Regions from separate parts of the Pan troglodytes genome. Here regions 1, 2 and 4 are each linked to region 3. The links are chromatin contacts, called in public HiChIP or PLAC-seq maps. All regions are on one chromosome and are shown on one strand. Each heading gives the region's core, a stretch centred on a gene start, on an enhancer-like site or on the middle of the called end of the contact. The rest is flanking DNA. Distances are from core to core; before and after follow the strand shown. Region 1 holds the start of NOP58 (NOP58 ribonucleoprotein). Region 2 holds the start of CDK15 (cyclin dependent kinase 15). Region 3 holds the start of FZD7 (frizzled class receptor 7). Region 4 holds the start of ALS2 (alsin Rho guanine nucleotide exchange factor ALS2).

Region 1 (4,679 bases), core at 962-3,461, 230 kb before region 3:
CTAATACGGCAATTGCAGATAACTCCAACTAAGGTAAAAACAAGCAAAACTGCCTTTTCGGTTTTAATGATTTTATTGGTTTTCTTAAAAATAACATTTGACGTATCAAATGCAAACTGCGTATTTTCAAATATCAGAAGTGAAACATGGAGAACTCTGCACCCATCCAGACTTTCTTGCATCCACACCACAAATGGTTTTTTGGTTCATAGCTAAAATTGTATTACATTTATTTTTACCTAGCGTTTTTGCTTTCTACCAACATATACATATGTAGAATATACATAAAAACTTTATTTTTCATTGCTATATTCACAGACCTCAGAAGAGTTGCACCGCACAAGAAAAGGCACTCAATCTCACTCATTCTTCCTAACATCTCAACAGCATCTTGCGATACGAATGTCTTACCATTCAACCATTTCAGTGCTGACGAACTTGTCAAACTTTCCCCACGAAAACAACCAAATCTCAAACTGACATTACCAGCCCAGATGTTTTCCCCTAAGCTTCAAATCTGAAATACTGAACTGCCCGATCTACACAACTGCATTATCAGGTCTAATAGACAACGCAAGCTTCGAAAAGCCCAAACCGGAAATCTTTAGTCCTTCCCCCACAAGAAACTTTCTTAACATCTTATTTAAACCAAAACCCCACATTCAATCTATTAGCCAGTCCTTTCTGTTCTACCTTCACAATTTCTATCGATATTTGTTTCTCTCCATACCAGGCAATTTCATCTTGTCCAAATGAATGCAAAAGTATTCTTGCTGCCGTTCTTATCTCCTCGAGTCTAATCTCCACACAGCAGAGTAACCGTATTAAGACAAATTAGCAGGTCATTCCTCTGCTTAAATCCTTTCGATTGGCCGAGCACGGTGGCTCACGCCTGTAATCCCAGCACTTTGGGAGGCCGAGGCAGGTGGATCGCTTGAGGTCAGGAGTTCAAGACCAGCCTGGCCAACATGGTGAAACCCCGTCTCTACTAAAAAGCAAACAAACAAACAAAAACAACTAGCCAGGCGTGGTGGTGGATGGAGGCCTGTAATCCCAGCTACTCGGGAGGCCAAGGCAGGAGAATCGCTTGAACCCGGGAGACGCAGGTTGCAGTGAGCCAAGATTGCGCCACTGCATTCCAGCATGGGCAACAAGAGCGAAACTCCATCTCAAAAAAAAAAAAAAATCTTTCGATCATTCCTCAAAACATCTAGAATAAAGTCCGAATTCCCTATAATCTGTTAAATTCTAACACGCCTCCTGCCCACCTCTTCAACGGGAGGAAATAAAATCCTCTAATGCAGAACGGGTCTCCCCAAACGGCGGGGCCACGTGTTATACGTAACATGGCTCTCAGGTGTAAAGGCCTTCTCCCTCCTCCCAGAGCCCGGGCTATAACAGGCACCCACGCTACTCTGAGTAGTTCCGTGCTTAAGTCTTTCCCTCTCCTCGTCTGTCCAGCATCCGCCTTCCCCCTTTAACGGCTCGCTCTCCCACCTACCTTAAAGATGGCGTAACCCACAGACGTTTCAAACAGCACCAACATGGTGAGGCCGGGTCAGGGCGCCGCACGGCCCGCCAGAAGCTGTGGAGTCAGTTCAAAAACACCGACTACGCGGCCTCAAAAGGCCTCCTAGGCCGCGGCGGGCAAAGCACAAATGCGCTCGCCGTCCCGCAGAGAATCAGAACACGCTGCCTAAGCCCTCCACGCTGTACTGGAACTAGGACGCACGAACGCGCTACTCCTTCTCTGAGGATTCTGGGATAGCGACGTCACTTCCGACAGAAGACTGCCGCAGAGATTGCCGTCACTTCCAGAATGTTCCCGCCACAGCGGGCTGGGGCGGGCCGAGAAAGTTTGTATCGCGGGATCTAGGGCCTGAACGGAGCCTTTGCGCCTTTTTTTCTTTTTTTGAGGCGGAGTCTCGCTCTGTAACCCAGGCTGGAGTGCAGTGGTGTGATCTCGGCTTGCTGCAACCTCCGCCTCCCGGGTTCAAGAAATTCTCTTAGCCGGGCGCAGTGGCTCACGCCTGTAATCCCAGCACTTTGGGAGGCCGAGGCGGGCGGATCACAAGGTCAGGAGATCGATCGAGACCATCCTGGCTAACACGGTGAAACTCCGTCTCTACTAAAAATACAAAAAATTAGCCGGGTGTGGTTGCAGGCGCCTGTAGTCCCAGCTACTCGGGAGGCTGAGGCAGGAGAATGGCCTGAACCCAGGGGGCGGAGCTTGCAGTGAACCAAGATCCTGCCACTGCACTCCAGCCTGGCGACAGAGCGAGACTCCGTCTCAAAAAAAAAAAAAAAAAAAAAAATTCTCCTGCCTCAGCCTCCCCAGTAGCTGGGACTAGAGGCACACACCACCACGCCCAGCTAATTTTTGTATTTTTAGTAGAGATGGGGTTTCAGCATGTTGGCCAGGATAGTCTCGATCTCTTGACCTCGTGATACGCCCGCCTCGGCCTCCCAAAGTGCTGGGATTACAGGCGTGACCCACTAGGCCCGGCCTTTTTTTTTTTTTTTTTTTTTTTGAGACAGTCTGGCTGTTGCCCAAGCTGGAGTGCAGTGGCACTATCACGGCTCACTGCAACCTCCAACTCCCAGGCTCAAGCGATCCTCCCACTTCACCCTCCGGAGCAGCTGGGACTACAGGCCTGTGCCACCACACCCAGCTAATTTTTTGTAGAGACAGGGTTTCACGATGTTGCCCAGGCTAGTCTCGGACTCCTGACCTCAAGGGATCCTCCCACCTCGGCCTCCCAAAGTGCTGGGATTACAGGCGTGAGCCACCGCGCCCCGCCACCGCTAGAGATTTAAAGGGGAAAAACTTCACGATATTATTTTGTTAACCCTCTATGAATTATATGTTCACTTTGAGAGAAACGAGGAGCTGTTTCGGTGCCAGTCTGCCTCAGGCATCTAGAATTTGAAATGCCAGCTAGTGCCGTTAGACTTTATCCCCTTTCAAGCCCTGCCTTGAGGCGAAGGCCTCAGAATAACACCATTACTGTCACTATATTTGTGAGCATTCCTGGCCGTTCTTTTCTGTCTGGCCAAATGAATTATTAGCACAGTTTTCTTTCAATAAGCCTCTCCTATTTTTGCTGCATTTGTTAAAATGACCCCAGGGTATGAATTTAGAATGTCTTTTTTTTTTCTTTTTCTTCTTTGTTTTTTTTGAGACGGAGTTTCACTCTTGTTGCCGAGGCTGGAGTGCAGTGGTATGATCTCTGCTTACTGCAACCTCTGCCTCCCGGGTTCAAGCAATTCTCCTGCCTCAGCCTCCCGAGTAGCTGGGATTATAGGCATGTACCACCATGCCTGGCTAATTTTGTATTTTTAGTAGAGATGGGGTTCCTCCATGCTGGTCAGGCTTGTCTCGAACTCCCGACCTCAGGTGATCCACCCACCTCGGCTTCCCGAAGTGCTGGGATTACAGGCATGAGCCACTGTGCGGGGCTGAATTTAGACTGTCTTCTTGATTTAGTGTTACTTACTTTTCTGGAAGCCTTTCAGTCTCAGGGACTGGGATTAAATACCCCAGTTGTTTCACAAGTCTGTCTTCCAACAGGGGTAAAATTTCCTTACTCACTTCCCAGGCCCTATATGCAGATTGTTCCTAATCATTAAATTGCAACCTGCTGGGAGAATTGCTTGAACCCAGGAGGCGGAGGGTGCGGTGAGCCGAGGTGGCACTACTGCACTCCAGCCTAGGCGACACAGCGAGACTCCATCTAAAAAAAAAAAAATTGCAACCTGCTCAAGATTGTGGAACATTAAATAGGTAGCAACTCTGCAACCTGAGATTAAGAGGAAAGAAAATCCTGGGTTGAATAACATAAAGTCACAGGACAGAGGAATCTACGGTGAATTTTTTTTTTTTTTTTTTGTGAAACGGAGTCTCAGTCTGTCGCCAGGGCTGGAGCGCAGTGTCGCGATCTCAGTCACGATCTCAGCTCACTGAAGCCTCTGCCTCTTGGGCTCAAGTGATTCTCCTGCCTCAGCCTCCCCAGTAGCTGGGATTATAGACATGCGCCACCATGCCCAACTAGTTTTTGTATTTTTAGTAGAGACGGGGTTTCCCCATGTTGGCCAGGCTGGGCTTGAACTCCTGACCTCAGGTGATCCGCCTGCCTCAGCCCCCCGAAGTGCTGGGATTACAGGCATGAGCTACCACGCCCGGCCTAGGGTGAATTCAAGAGCATAATTGGCCGAGTGCATGGTTCACGCCTGCTATGATCTCGCCATTACACTCCAGCCTGGGCTACTAAGCAAGACCCTGTCTCAAAAAAGAAAAAAAGCATGGTTGATTATAGTTACAGCTGTAATCCAGTGTGGTCAGGGAGACAAGAGAGATGAAAATTACCTGATTGGGAGAGGGGTATGTGTGGGTGGGTGAGATGTTAGAAACACCATGTCTGTTTACAGTGTTATTTAACTGCACAGTATTTTTCTGTCTAGTCTCCTTAGCAGAAGTGACATCTGCTAGAGAATTGAGTCTACTTTACACATATTTGTGTCTGTATAGGATGTTATGTTGTGCCACTCATGAAATAGAATCTAATTAATTCTTAAAAATTTAATGAATGAATGTCTGCAGGAAGTAAAAATTCTTTTCTTTACGTGTAAAGCCTTAAATCCTATTCCCAAAATGAAATGAAACCACTTATTCAATGAGA
Region 2 (5,418 bases), core at 165-2,664, 230 kb after region 3:
GGAAAAGGAGCGGGTGAAAGGGAAGAGAGAAAGAGCACTTTTTTTAGTGTTGACTTTTTTTCCCCAGGGAAATTAGACAGCATTGCCAGAGCAGACTTGGGAAGGCTCGCTCAGTAATTGCCCTGGAAGCAAGGGCCAGCCTCCGTAGACAAGCTCACATTAAATTCTTCTTGATCAACATCAGCTGCTCACTCACCCACTGAAAACCCTGCCTCAGATCCTCTTCCTGAAAAGAATCACTGTTACTCCGTGGCCTTTTACTCTTGAACTTCTGGGCACGGACAGCTTGAAGTCCCCTGGGGTGAAATGAAGTCATGGAACATGATGCTTCTTTTAGGTCTGTTAGCTAGAGAAAAAAGAAAGAGCAGAAATAAAATTTATGCAAAGTAAAGATTCAGTGCCTGGTAAAACCATTTTTTCTTTATTTGCCTCATTTTCACTCTTCAAATGTTTTCTAAGCTTCCTGTACCCCCAAAAGGCACTTTTCTTGAAAGATCCCTGAAAAAGACCATAATGGTATCAACTCCTGAAATACTACATTCTTTCTTCACCTAAAAATGTGTCTTTAACATTCAGGTTAACCTAAATCTCTTTGATGGATGTTTTGCAACTTTTTTCTGATTAAGTCTGGCTTTTTTTTTTCATGTCCACTTAATTTATTGCTGTAGGGGAATAATCTATGGCATTGCTAATAATCATGAACTAATTACTAAAGTTTCAAATCCATAGCATACCAACTAATACTGCAGCTTGCCTTTTAAGTTTCAGCTCTGTAATTTAGGACCTTAGAGATTTTGAGAGAACTACTTTCTCGACTTCAAGCCAAGTGAGTTTCGTGCAGCCCAAAGCCAAGGATTATTTTTCCCTTTTGGTTTACAAGAAATTCCCCAAATTTGATAACTACAGCCATAAATTTTCTGTGACTTTAATAGAATTTTCATTTTATTGGTTTAGACCTACCGCAGAAGAATCAGACCCCGCTACAAAAAGGGAGTGTCTGAACTCCTTGGTTTATCAATAGAGAAAGATGCTCTCTCCTGGGATACAAATACCTTGAACGCAGCCTCCGTGGTCTCAGGCTGACTCCTCCGACAGCTGTGTGCCTCGCCTCCCTCTGAACAACGATAGCAGCTGCATCCAGGCTGTACAGTCTTTGCACACAGCTCTTGACCCATAATCTTCTAGGTTCAAGGAGAAAACCCGCACTTGAACCTTTCCCCCACTGCCTCTCCTATCCTTGTTCTCTCCCTTTTTGCCAGAGGTCAGCAGCGTGGAGCTTTCATATGACTCACATGATGGCTCTGCCTGGAGCAGCCTCACAACTTCAGCAGTTTTTCCTTATCAGTGCAAGAAACTCCACATCAGACAGGGATTGCTTGCATTCAGATGTGCACAACTGAAAACGAGGCAGCTGCTATTGAATAGAATGAAATTTGGCACAGTTAAGGTTCTTGTTCTGGCCACAAGTTACTGCTATTGGTATACATAGTTTTTAGGGATTGACATTGCTTATCTATGCAATGATATTTATATGATATCATTGATGGTGATATTGATATTAGGTTTTCCTGATGCTAAAGTGGACATGTTGAGGAGTATTTTTCTCCCTACCTTTTATCTGAAAGCATTTTGGTTTTCAGACTTTAAAACAAATTTGCTACCTAGCTAACTTTTAGTAGTCAAAGAAACCACAGAATCATAAAACAGGAAAAAAGTTGAAGATATCTACTGCATCTCTTTGCCTTCAAACAATAGTGTGTCCAATAGTCTTAGAAGGGTTGCCATTCATTCATTTATTCAAAAACTATGTGGTGAGCACCTATGTTGTTCTTAACTGTACAAATGATGATATTAGCCAATGGTGATGGAGAGAGAGGAGTTTGAATGAAATACTTTCTTCCTTTCTTGCTTGCTTCCTTCCACATATATGTAATTAATGTTTACTATATGTAAAGTACTATATTAATAGCACAACATGTCAAGGAATCTGGCTTAAATTGGTTTGCAGTCTGTAGTCTTCAAATGCAACACTTTTCTCTGTTAGATTCCTAAGATTATTGCCACTATAATGTACTAATCATAAAGTGAGACAGAATGGAGGATATATAAACAATCATTATTAAGGGAAAAAATAAGAGTTATGTCTATTATCACAACAATATTTATGAATATTTGATATTCGAACCTCATGATGGTTTTTTTAAATGTTCAGGTAATTTCATTATGAGCATGTATTTTTTCATTTCAAAATTGCCACAAGAGAAGAGACTTAAGCCAATTCCAAGATTCAATCTAGAGATATTTTTTGAAAAAAAAAAAAAAAGAAGAAGAAGAAAAGGAAGACTACTTGGCTCAAAGACCATTCAACTTTTTTTTTTTTTTTTTTTGAGACAGAGTCTCGCACTGTCGCCCAGGCTGGAGTGCAGTGGCGCAATCTCGGCTCACTGCAAGCTCCGCCTCCCGGGTTCACACCATTCTCCTGCCTCAGCCTCCTGAGCAGCTGGGACTACAGGCGTCTGGCACCGCACCCGGCTAATTTTTTGTATTTTTAGTAGAGACGAGGTTTCACCGTGTTAGCCAGGATGGTCTCGATCTCCTAACCTTGTGATCCACCCACCTTGGCCTCCCAAAGTGCTGGGATTACAGGCGTGAGCCACCGCACCCGGCCAAAGACCATTAAAGTTTTGACTGACAACTGAGAGAGTGAAAAGCTAGTTTCTCAGAATATTTAATTCCATTTGAATTTATAATAATATAATTATAATACATTTTATCAGAAATGCTAATTTCTTCCTAAAAGATTGTGAATTTCATCACATAAAAGTTATGTCCCAGGTCAAGTTTATGATGTCTTTTCTTGCATTTTTTTTTTTTTTTTTTTTTTGGAAACAGGGTCTCCCTCTGTCTTCCAGGCTGGAATCCAGCTAGGTGATCACTGTTCACGGCAGCCTCAGCCTCCTGGGCTCAGTGATCCTCCCACCTCAGTCTTCCGAGTAGCTAGCTGCAGGCCTGTGCCAAGACAACCAGCTAATTATTTTTTATAGACACAGGGTCTCACTATGTTGCCCAGGCTTGTCTTCAACTCCTGGCTTCAAGCATTCGTCCTACCTCAGCCTCCCAAATAGCTGGAACTGGGGGTGCACGCCACCATGCCTGGAAAATTTTTTTATTATTTGTACAGACAGAGGTTTCACTATGCTACGTAGGCTTGTCTCCAAATCCTGAGCTCAAGCGATCTTCCTGCCTCCCAAAGTGCTGGAAATACACGCGTGAGCCACAGCATTGGCCTATAGCCTGATTATTAAAGGTGTAAATTGCTATGTTTAGATACTAGAATTAACTACTTTTTTTTTTTTTCTTCCAGAGACAGGGTCTTGCTTTCTTGCTCAGGCTGGAGTGCAGAAGCTATTCACAGGCATGCACCGCGTACCTGTCTAGAACTCCTGGGCTCAAGCAATCCTCCCACCTCTGCCTCCCAAATAGCTGAAACTACAGGTGTGTGCAACCACACTGGCTTTATAGTCTTGTTTAAAGCCAAGGAAAAATATCTGATGACTTCTTAAGATGTTTTCTTGCTGTGTTAGAAATAGCTTTTGTTCTGAAAGATTTCTGAAAGACAAAAGACTTAGATGATTTCATTTAGCATTGTGCATTAGGCTCAGCTTCTGAACCACTCCAGATTGGCTTGGCTGTACCTCCTTTAGCAGCCTGGTCGCCATCATAGCAACAGAGGCCATTTCTGGGGTCTTGAAGCACACTCATTGTTGCTGCCACCTCCCCCCGTCATAGGACAAGGAGCCCCAACACATGAAGCTGACTGACCAGGAGAAACCCTTGTGCTTGCCCACCAGCCTAAATAGACCAAGAGCCAGAGAGGCTCAGGCTTCTCTAGCAACTGCTTGCGAGGGCCAAGTGATACAATCCAGAACTGCAGGAAGTTCCATGGAGCACGCTTCCACCATTGGGAAGCCAGAGATGTTGTGGAGCTGAGATCAGCTCAGAAACATGCTCCATTTGTGGAGTGTCACTTGAGCCTGGGAGTTTGAGGTTGCAGTGAGCTGTGATTGCATCATGCACTCCATCCTGGGCAAAAGAGTGAGACCCTGTCTCAAAAAAAAAAAAAAAAAGAGAGAGAGATGAAAGATGAAAGAAAGAAAAAAAGAAAGGGAAAAAATCTTCCATTTATAAGGTTGATGCAAAAGTAATTACAGTTTTGCCATTACTTTCAATGGCAAAAACCACAATTACTCTTGCACCAACCTAATAATCCTAATATTTGCTCTCTCCTTCTCCTCACTTCTACTTCCCTAGGATTGCACAAACTGCCCCTACAACCCTACCCCTTTTGCTTCAGGCTCTGTTTTCAGGGAATTTGTGTTAAGACAAATGGTAGCCACTTTTTAAATTGGCAGTGAACATTTTAGGTTACTGATCATTTCAGGCTAGCTTCTCCACCTACCACATTTTTGGAGTTCTTTTTCCTTTCTCAAGTGGTGTGAATTCAAATTACTATGTTTAGTTAAAAGTTGCCATTTTTTTCCAGTCTTTGCATTCTATCTTTATTAAATTTAGCCAAATATAACATTTCTAGAATATGTTGATTATCACAGCATTCAACAGATTATATGAGAAATAATGTAAAATCTATGTTATAAACATCGAAAATAATTCATATATGTCCACACAATGGAGTAATATGCAGCTGTTAAAAGAAAGGAGATCTATATATAATGACATGGAGTGATGACCAAAATATATTGTTAAGTTAAAAAAGCAAAATGCAGAACAATATTTGGTGGCAAAGAAATGAAGGGAAATAAAGTATAGTCAGGGCCAGGCATGGTGGCTCACACCTATAATCTCGACATTCTGGGAGGCCAAGGTGGGAGGATTGCTTGAGCCCAGGAGTTGGAGACCAGCCTGGGTAACATGGTGAGACCCCATCCCAAAAAATAAAAATAACAAATAAAAAAAGCGTAGTAGTAATCTTACCAATAGTAGCAATATTATTACCATTATTTTAAATCTGTTGTAGAGGAAAAAAGATTTCTCACCCATCTCTAGGTTCATGGATGACATCCATATACCAATAGACAGATTAACAAGAGAAAAGCACACAAATTTATTTAATGCAAGTTTACACAACACAGGAGCCTTCAGAAATGAAGACCCAAACAAACAAGGAAATCTGTATTTTTATGCTAAGCTTGATGAAGAAAAGTAGATAATTGTGAAGAAACATGATTGGAGGACAAAAGGGTCTGATCTAATGGTAAGAAACTGGGGAGAACTTAGCAAGACCTGTTTGTTCAGATTATTCTTGGTGTCTCTGTGTCTTCAAGGATAACGATATTCCTTTTTACGGGGTATAGGAAATTTATCTCTGGAGTTGAGGTCTTACGACCTACTGTAGAGGGA
Region 3 (4,739 bases), core at 2,132-4,631:
CAAGATTAGAGGGTAGTGTCAAAGGTGGGATAAAGGTTAGCTCCCATGATTCTCTGCTAAGCTTTACCCCATCATGCAAAAGAATCCGAGTTCTATTACAGAAAAAAAGTACATGATTTAAGATTAATAAATTTAAGTCTTCCAGCACATTTCAAAGAACTCCAGAATCACTTTGAAGTTTACCTTCTTTTAATGACTTTCTTTAAAGATGGGGCCCATGGTTCAAACCTTCCTCTTCGTTCACTATGGTATCTGCTGATCGCCTCCCAACCCAACCACACAGAGACAGGGTCAGCATATGGATGATGTTTAATAAACAGATTGATGGAACCAAGAAAACAGGACAAAATGGCTCTTTGTTTTTTTTTTTAATTAACTTTCCTTTATTATGAGGCTGAAGGCATTATGTTTTTTACCTCAAAGGATCCAAATGGGAGAAAAAAATAGAAAAGAAACCTAAATATAGGCTTATAGCAAGAAAAAATAAATGAAGGGAGAGATTTCCCTGAATATTTTAACATAGTCTGTTGGATCATGTGTTCCGAATTAAATTTATTTAAAACAGACAACAAAACCTCTTACATTTCCTTTAGCGAAGTCAGAACCTCTGGCTTAACGGTGTGTGACAGCACACTGCTCTTCACTTTTCCTTAAAAAGGAATGTTTATCTCAACCAAATTAACAACCAAGGGGAAACCTCAGATTTGCGCTGCTTTGCCTATAAAAGTTGCTGTCGTCACAGTTATGCCTTTTCACAGGGAGACACTTTTGTTTCCTCTTTTGTCTCTTACAACAAAGACAAGGGGAAAAATGCATTCCTGTTTTGAAAAGCAACAAGTCATCACTTGTTTTCAGGGTATTAGACCAAATAAAACACCCGTCTTTCTGCCTCCTGCCTTCCCCAGAAAATGAAAAAGTAGCAAAAATACCTACTCCACGTCTCCTTGGCCTTATCTCAAAATGTTATCATCATTTCTTTTGCATCCTCACATTAGGATTCTAGCAGGCAGGCCTCCCAAGACTTCCAAATGCTTATTTTACAAGACTTGAAAGCAGTACGGGAGGAAAAACAGGCGGGAGGGGGCAGGGGAGGAGAGACCGTAATGTCTGACCCTGGAAATTAACCCATCTGGGCTCCAGTTTGGCCCCAGTGAAAAGAGATTATGGTTTGACCACTGCTTGACAAGCACACCGCAGGAGGCCCTCCCTCTTTCCAACAAAGCAGCCACCGCAGACAGGGCTGTACCTTTCCCAGGGCCTCACAGGGGTCTGGACAGGCCACTCGCCCTGCAGCAGGGGGATCACTCACAGTCCCCGTTCAGCCTCGGAGCCGGGAGAAACTCACAGCAGTCTCTGCTGGTCTCAACCTTCTATTAGGCCCAAGCTGGCCCGTACCTTTGACGATTCACATCACCGTTATCATCATCTTCCTGCAAGTCTTTGCCTGAAATCTTTTCATCCAAACCGCTTTCCACGCAGGTCTCTTCCAAATCACCCCTCGCCCCAAATCTGCAAAGAACTTCTCACTTCCAGGTCACTTCTCAGTAGAGGGGGAGAAAGTTACAGAAACAGGCCCCCACTCAGCAGTTCTTTTCCCTACCGTGCCTCTCCTCTTGCAAGAGGGCAGGGGTGGGAAAGGTGGGGAGGGGCCGGGGCTCATACCGCAGTCTCCCCCTTGCTGCTGTGGCTAAGTCTGTGGTAGAAGCGGCGCCACGACTGCAGGGTCTTGCCCGACCAGATCCAGAAGCCAGTGGTGATGCCGACGATCATGGTCATCAGGTACTTGATCATGAAGACGGTGAAGTCGGGGCTCATGGGCGGGAAGTGGCCGGGCGGGCAGGGCACGGCATAGCTCTTGCACGTCTGCAGGAGCCAGGTGCGCTCCCAGTGCTCGCGGAAGGCCTGCTCGTAGAAGTAGCAGGCCAGGACGATGGTGGCGGGCACTGTGTAGAGCACGCTGAAGACGCCGATGCGCACCATGAGCTTCTCTAGCTTCTCGGTCTTGGTGCCGTCGTGTTTCATGATGGTGCGGATACGGAAGAGGGACACGAAGCCGGCCAGCAAGAAGGACGTGCCTATGAAGAGGTAGACGAACAGAGGCGCCAGCACGAAGCCCCGCAGCGCGTCCACACTGGAGAGGCCAACGTAGCACACCCCGCTGAGCAGGTCCCCGTCTACCTGGCCCATGGCCAGGATAGTGATGGTCTTGACGGCGGGCACGGCCCACGCGGCCAGGTGGAAGTACTGCGAGTTGGCCTCGATGGCCTCGTGGCCCCACTTCATGCCGGCCGCCAGGAACCAAGTGAGAGACAGAATGACCCACCAGATGGAGCTGGCCATGCCGAAGAAGTAGAGCACCATGAAGAGGATGGTGCAGCCCTCCTTCTTGGTGCCCTGCGCCACCGTGCGGTAGCCATCGTCCGAGAAGCGCTCCACGCACACGGCGCGGTCCTCCAGAAGGAAGCCGGCCACGTGCGCCACGGCCACCATGAAGTAGCAGCCCGACAGGAAGATGATGGGCCGCTCTGGGTAGCTGAAGCGCCGCATGTCCACCAGGTAGGTGAGAACGGTAAAGAGCGTCGAGGCGCAGCACAGCACCGACCACACGCCCACCCAGAGGCGGGCGAAGCGCCTCTCCTCCTCCTTAAAGTACATCAGGCCGTTGGCACGGCCCGGTTCGCACGGGGCGCCGCAATCGCGCTCACCCAGGAAGCGGTAGCCCAGGTAGGGGGGCACCTTGAGCTGACGGGGGCATGAGAAGGGGAAGGCGGGACGCCCCCTGCCATCTGAGGCCCCCGGGGGCAGCGCGGTGAAGGGCAGGTCCGGCAGGTAGGGCGCGGTAGGGTAGGCAGTGGGGCCGCCGCCTGGGCCCCCGGAGCCGTCCGACGTGTTCTGGCCCACGCAGATCTCGCCCGCACCGTGCACCGGGAAGTTCTCGCAGCGCAGCCGCTCGGGCCACTGGAAGCCGAACTTGTTCATGAGCGCCTCGCAGCCCTGGCGGGCGCGCTCGCACAGAGAACGACACGGCGGGATGGCCTGATCGAGCACGGTGCACACGGGCGCATACATGGAGCATAAGAAAAAGCGGAGTTCGGGAGAACACTGCACCTTCACCAGCGGGTAGAACTGGTGCACCTCGAGGCCCGCGTCCTCTTGGTTCGTGTGGCCCAGCAGGTTGGGCAGGATGGTCTGGTTGTAGGCGATGTCCGTGCACAGCGGGATGGAGATGGGCTGGCAGAAGCCGTGGTCCGGCACGGAGATGCCCTTCTCTCCGTGGTACGGCTGCGCCCCGGCGCCCGCGGACAGTGCGCCCAGCAGCGCCAGCACCAGGGCACAGAGGCCCAGGGACGAAAGCGGAGCGGCCGCGCCGGGGTCCCGCATCGCCGGCCGCGAGTGCAGCGCTGCTCTCAGCCTGAGGAGTGCGACGAGGCGGTTGGGAGAGGCTTGGATGCGGGGAGGCGCCGCCGCGCCCGGCGCATGAGAGTCCTCACGGCGCCGGGGCCCGGCCGTGGGCGGCGTGGAGCAAAGGGCGCTGCCGCCTGGGTGCCCGCGCCGCGGAGGCGCCGCAGACGCCGCCGCCCTGCACTCGCAGGGCCGCCGGGGGCCCAAAACTCGTCAGCCTGGGTTGGGGGCGCCGAGGAGGGCCGCCTCGCTCTCCCCGCGGGGACGTAACGGTGCGGCTTCCTCCGCCGCGAGGAGCAACAAGCGGCTCCGGCACCCTTCAAAGTTTGCCCAAGTCTCTGGACCCCCGGCGCACGGCAGCGCGCACGCCCCCCGCGCCTGGTCCGGTCCCCGCTAGGAGAACCCCTGCCGCCGCCGCCCGCTCGCCCCGGCCGCCGCCTCTGCGGGGCTGCCCCGCCTCCTGGCCTCGAGGCTCCGCTCGCCGCCGCCTCCTTCGCCTCCTCCTCCACACCCCGCTCCTTCTTCAGCCCCAAAAGCTCGGCCCCAAGTTTCAGCCAAACGGCCGGCTCTTGCTGAGTCCGATCTCGGCCCCGGAGTCGGGAGCACGGCGAGTTCTTTTTGGAAACCCAGTCACACTGCGTCCGAAACCGCGAGGCGCTCGTGCCCGCGGCCTGGCCCCGGCCCCTCCAGCCCCTCGCAGCCCCAGCAGCGAGTCCTGGCGCCCGCCGCCGCCGCCCGCCGGGAGTGAGCGCCGACTAACGCCTCGGAGTCGCGCTGATCGCCAGAAGAAGCGTCGGGCTCGCGGGGTTCCGGGCCGGCCCGCCCCCTCCCCTCCCCTCCCCCCATTCACAAACCACTCCGGGGGCGGCCCCAGGCTCCGGCGGCCCAATGGCGGCCTTTGTTTTTTCGGTGACCGCCTTCGGATTGGGCGGAAGTCGGAAGGGGCGGGCGCGGGAGCGGCGGAGGCGGTGTCCGCGGCGCTCTGGGCGGATTCCTGAGGGGAGGGGCGGGGGACTGGGAGGGAAAAGTTCGGAAAAACTTTTACCCTGAATTCGCTCAGGGGGGAAAACGCGCAGAAAGGGAATTTGCTTCAAAGATTTGTTCCTCTTCCTGGTGCACTCAGATGCGCATTCCTGAGCAGGGGCGCCTTCGCCAGCGGCGTTTGAGGGGAGCGAGGACCGCGCAGCGCCCCTTCGGGGAGAGACGTGACCAGGAGTCGCGTTAGGACTGCAAAGGCTGGCTCTGGCGGGGCTTTCGGGTCGCCGGGTCCTCAATGTGGGGTTTGGGACGGGACGAGAAGGGGGTGCGCCTTGCGGATCGCTTCTTTCCCCCCGGAC
Region 4 (4,683 bases), core at 389-2,888, 250 kb after region 3:
AGAGGGAGAAGAAAAGGACTCGGTGAAAAGGAGCCGGGCTCGGTGGCTCGCGCCTGTAATCCTAGCACCTTGGGAGGCTGAGGCACGTGGATCAATTGAGGTCAGGAGTTCGAGACCAGGCTGGCCAACATGGTGAAATCCCATCTCTACTACAAACACAAAAATTAGCCGGGTGTAGTGGCGGGCACCTGTAATCCCAGCTATTTGGGAGGCTGAGGCAGGAGAATCGCTTGAACCTGGGAGGCGGAGGTTGCAGTGAGCCGAGATCGCGCCACTGCACTCCAGCCTGGGCGACAGATCGAGACTCCCTGTAAACAAAACAAAACAAATCAAAACTGGTTGCAGGTAGGTTTTGTGGTAGTGGCTGATGGGATTTGGGATTTAAGGAAATTCACCTCTAGTGGTCTCACTTTCCTCAGAGATGTAAGAGACAAAATTTTTTATTTTTATTTTTACCAAAGCGGGTGAGTGAGTAGAGTTCAGTAAGAGGTTAGAAGAGCGTGAGGGCTGGGAACAGCAGGGGAGGGGAATAGGAGATAATCTGAGTAGCAATGTGTAAACGTGACTGTCTTAGGCTCAGCAATATTGCGTAGTCGCACATGGAAGTCCCGACTGAAGTTGGACACTTTTCGTTCGCAGTGGTGCCAATTTTCAGGGTTGTGTGATTTTCTGCACCGATGCAGGAGTGTGCAAGGTTGGTTGAACTGTTGCAGACTAACAGTTTTGCAGGTGGGCGAAGGATCAGGGAGGAAATTGAGTTGAGGGTGTTGGTGAATAGGATATAGGAGTTTCAGAACCCGACTACACATCTGTCGTTGATGGTCTAAATATTTGCATGTTTGCAGGTCCAGCGATGGCACAATGCCTAGCAGCAGAAGGTTTCCACCCACTGTGCGACATGAGTGGCAGCCCTGGAAAATCATAAAATCATGGGAGGACTTGAGAGTGCAGGCTGGGTGGGGTGGGACTGTGGCTGCGAAAAACAGTGTTATGAAACTGCGCGGGACAAGAAAGCTGATTTTACTGATTGTATATTGGGGAGTACTACGGGAATCACTGGAGAGGCCACTTCATTTTCTCCTATCCCACCCCATCTTTTGGGGTTGCAACTAACCAGTAAGTTTACACATTGAGAATACAATGGCGAAACGGGGCCGCGAGGCGATGACGTCATTCGCGGGAGTTTGGGGGAGAAGCGACCACTGTTAGGGTACTGTCCATAAAGGCAATTTGAAAATATTTCAGCCTTTTTACTTTTATACTTCCGGCCCTTGCAGTTTGAGGTGGTAACAAACGACTGCTGCTCCCAACCACTTTCACCACTGCCTGTTACCATGGAAGCGCTCGGGTAGCTAGGCTTGGACGACTCTATTCTACGTCATCATCAAAGCGCATCTCAGGAATGATAGCTCCGCCCTAAACTAAGGGAGAGGCTGTGCTCCCAAGTACGTAGCCTGCAGTGCCTAACGCATTCTCAGTAATTTTGACCCCCAACAGACGCCGTCGACAGTCTCCCAAGAACAATTCCCAGGAGCTCGGATTCCAAGAGCCGCCCGCGCCCTCGTTTACCCTCGCTAGTCGCCCTGCAGCCCCGCCCTGTCCGGAGGCCCCGCCCTCCATGAATCAGCTGATCCCGCGGACCCACTGGGTTGCCAAGCTCGCGCCGGATGCGGAGCGCGGTGCTGCCGGTGGAGCTTCAGGTGAGCGAGCGTGGGTCCCGGGTTGGCTATTGGCTAAGGAGGGCTTATCGGCTGGGACCCCTTGTATGCGGAAGGCCGGGGACAGGGAGCTAGGCGGAGGCTGTGGTCGAGGCCGGAGAGCGCCCTGCGGGGGCCTGCGGAGACGGCGCCCGCATTTTCCCAGCTCTGGGTGCGATCGACTGCTCCTGCCGGTCCAGCAGCGCCCGAGGCGGCCCCTGCCTTGGCCCCAGGTTCTCCCACTTGCCCCGGTCTCTCCCTCGCCAGACTGGGCGCCGCTGCAGTGGTCTCAGCTGCGTGAAATTCCTTCAAGTCCCCTCTTCCCGCCTCCACCCACGCTGCCTTCCAGCTATTCATTCACGAGAATTTCTTGAATGCCCACACTAGGCGCTGAGCTGATAAACTGGGGTCCGTGGCCGGGAACCCTGCTGAGTGTCCCTGGCGGCCTTGCCACAGGGTGCAAATCGCGTTGAAGAGTGGACCAAGGGCTACTTGAAAAGGCGGTTGCGGAGAAAGAAAATGGCTTTGATAATAAGAATTAGTAGTTTAGGCAAGTCTTTGAGCCTATCAAGTAATTCATCAAGAGGAGAAGATAAGTTATTTTGAGAAGCGAAGCCAGAAAAATAACACAGGTCCTTGACGCTGGTGTTCGTCCTCGGATAATAGGGCTACTTTGGAGACAGGCAACAGTAGACTGGTAGAATCGTACTATTGCTTAAGGCTTTGATGGTGGAAGAGAAAAAACACTCTTGTTGAAGTGGCATATCCAAGAACAGTGCTTTCTTTCTGGTTTAGGATGGAGAAGGAACTGACTGCTGTACCCAAGTGAAGATCTTTACTCAGTTACCCTTATATTTGGCTATATGGAATAAAATTGTGTGATATGTTTATTCTGAGCAGGTACAAAACTTCAGCAAACCTATTGGTCCCACATTTCCCCCCCCCCCCCATTTATCATATGATTTGGAGTGACCGGTTGACCTTTGAATTAATGAATAATTTAAAGCAGTGAAAAATTTGTTTTTGCAGTAAACTACAGTGTTTTAACCTTGATAACATAAGCATAGTGGTTAAGAGTCTAGGCTTTGTATCTGAACATACCCAGAGTCACATCCATTTACATCTTTGATTTTGGGCAAGTTATTTAATCTCTCTGCCTCAGTTCTCTTGTCTCTAAATTGGGGATAAAAATGTTTTCCTGATAACAGTACCTTTACATGTAATGGTTCATGTATCGTATTTATTACAGTGCCTGTTTTATGGTAAATATTCAATACATATTAGCTGTTTTTATAGTTAATTCCACCCACTACATCATGATCCAAACTGACTCTTTTCTTAAGTGATGGGGAAGGGAACTGAATATTTTAAGGAAGTAGCTATAAAATATGATTTCAAGTTGTTCTGTAGTAATTTTGGTGTTCCATAAGGACATTTTAATGTGAAAAAGATACTGACAGAATCTATACATGGTTTGAATTTATTAGTTTCTAAACTATGACCAGTATTAGCAGATTTAAAATTCATAATTATAGCAAGAAAACGTCAAAGTTGTTTAATAGTGTTAAAATTTGAAACTGTAATGATCCAGAAAAATGAAATACCAAACCGATAATTTTGGGAAAAAAACAAAACTTGAGTGGCATTATGCAGGCTATTTACTTTTTAAATGTACACAATATAAACAGGAATCCCTTCTCTCCAAATTTCAGTTTTTCAGAATTTGGGCTGTCATTTGAAACACTTACTTTGGGCACTTTGACTGTTAAAGAAGCAAAGGGTATGCTAAGAACTTCAATGAGTCTTGATGTTAGTGTTTTTGTAATTAGGTGGAATCTCCTACCTTTTCATGAAAACTGTAGGTTTAAAGCAGTAGCTGCTGGGTCCATTCTAATGATAATCTCAAAAATGTGACTGACTTGTAAAAAACTACAATTATTTATTAATGTGAGACTAGGTAAAGTATGAGTTGAAAAACTAGGAAGAAAGGCAGAGTGGTGATTTTTAAGCTTGTATAAAGGAAGGCCCGCTTTGGGTACTATGAGGTACCTTTCTCACTCAGAGGCATGCTGTGAGGATTTGTGACTTTTAAATCATTTAGCTCTTTTTATAACTTTGTGGAATTAAATCTACCACGTATTTCAAGTGTATTCAGGATATGAATTTTCCTGGTAGAGTTTTAACAGATTTTTTTCTCTTAACCCGTCATTGATGACCAAACAATTTTGTTGTCTGTAATAAGAAAGTACTCGGTTTTGTAGGGTGTCAGTCCTTAAGAAAATGTTAGGTAGTCATCAATAAAATAGCAACAATCTCTGGCTTGTTTCTTTTTCATATTGCATTTAATTTTCCTTTCCCTGTCTCTTATTCGTCTGTATATGTGATGGTGCTTTCTTTAGCTTATGTCTTGATGTTTGCCTGCATGTAGCTGAACTGATTGATCCAGGTGGGTAGAGGAAAACATATTTAAATTGGTAGTTTTTGGAGCTATTGTATACTTCTTTCAAATTTGAAGAAAATTTACAGTTTTCTCAATACCTATGAGAAAAAGACTGGGGTTTGTTGGCAGAGTTTCGCTTAGCTGCTAGTGAATTATGTCCAGAGAGAAGATCAGCTTTCATCTCATTAATTCCACAAATTGATCATCTCATGTTTCCCTTAATTATCACGTTTTAAATATTTTTCTTTTGAGTCATCACACAGTTCTTCAGTTCACATGGCCTCCCTATCAGGAAGGGAGTGGTTTAGACCCAATAATGGCATTTGGGTGGGCTAACATTCACTCCAGGATTTTTTTTTCTTCCACAGCATAACTTTTTGTAGAGCCAAGATCTTAACTAAACTTGGGGCAATTGGCTAAGCAAACATATAACAAGGATGATTATAGCAGCTCTTTAAAAGAGCAATAAAGTAGAGCAATCCAACTGTAAAGATTAGTGGGGAAATGGATAGACTGGTTTATTCATGCAATTCAATACTATCTTCT

What was found. HiChIP or PLAC-seq counts read pairs in DNA pulled down with a chosen protein or histone mark.
Region 1: an H3K4me3 HiChIP or PLAC-seq map of stem cell-derived excitatory neurons shows a contact between it and region 3, with 2.8 times the contacts expected there. The contact joins the promoter of NOP58 here to the promoter of FZD7 in region 3. A contact is called at or near these places in 1 of 7 Hi-C or Micro-C datasets (induced pluripotent stem cells) and 1 of 1 datasets of contacts at active chromatin or transcription factors (stem cell-derived excitatory neurons).
Region 2: an H3K4me3 HiChIP or PLAC-seq map of stem cell-derived excitatory neurons shows a contact between it and region 3, with 6 times the contacts expected there. The contact joins the promoter of CDK15 here to the promoter of FZD7 in region 3. A contact is called at or near these places in 4 of 7 Hi-C or Micro-C datasets (blood, induced pluripotent stem cells and stem cell-derived neural progenitor cells), 1 of 1 datasets of contacts at active chromatin or transcription factors (stem cell-derived excitatory neurons) and 1 of 1 other capture datasets (stem cell-derived neural stem cells).
Region 4: a contact with region 3 is called in an H3K4me3 HiChIP or PLAC-seq map of stem cell-derived excitatory neurons, with 4 times the contacts expected there. The contact joins the promoter of ALS2 here to the promoter of FZD7 in region 3.

The regions. Positions count from the first base shown.
Region 1 is chr13:104,292,037-104,296,715 of NHGRI_mPanTro3-v2.0_pri, reverse strand. NOP58 (NOP58 ribonucleoprotein) reads right to left here and starts at 2,211. Exons shown (of 15, transcript XM_516036.8): 1 at 1,502-2,211. The coding sequence starts at 1,546.
Region 2 is chr13:103,833,432-103,838,849 of NHGRI_mPanTro3-v2.0_pri, reverse strand. CDK15 (cyclin dependent kinase 15) reads right to left here and starts at 1,414. Exons shown (of 14, transcript XM_009444001.5): 1 at 1,053-1,414; 2 at 197-346. The coding sequence starts at 1,175.
Region 3 is chr13:104,063,669-104,068,407 of NHGRI_mPanTro3-v2.0_pri, reverse strand. FZD7 (frizzled class receptor 7) reads right to left here and starts at 3,381. Exons shown (of 1, transcript XM_009444007.4): 1 at 1-3,381. The coding sequence starts at 3,381. The coding sequence ends at 1,657.
Region 4 is chr13:103,808,785-103,813,467 of NHGRI_mPanTro3-v2.0_pri, reverse strand. ALS2 (alsin Rho guanine nucleotide exchange factor ALS2) reads left to right here and starts at 1,638. Exons shown (of 34, transcript NM_001079920.1): 1 at 1,638-1,700.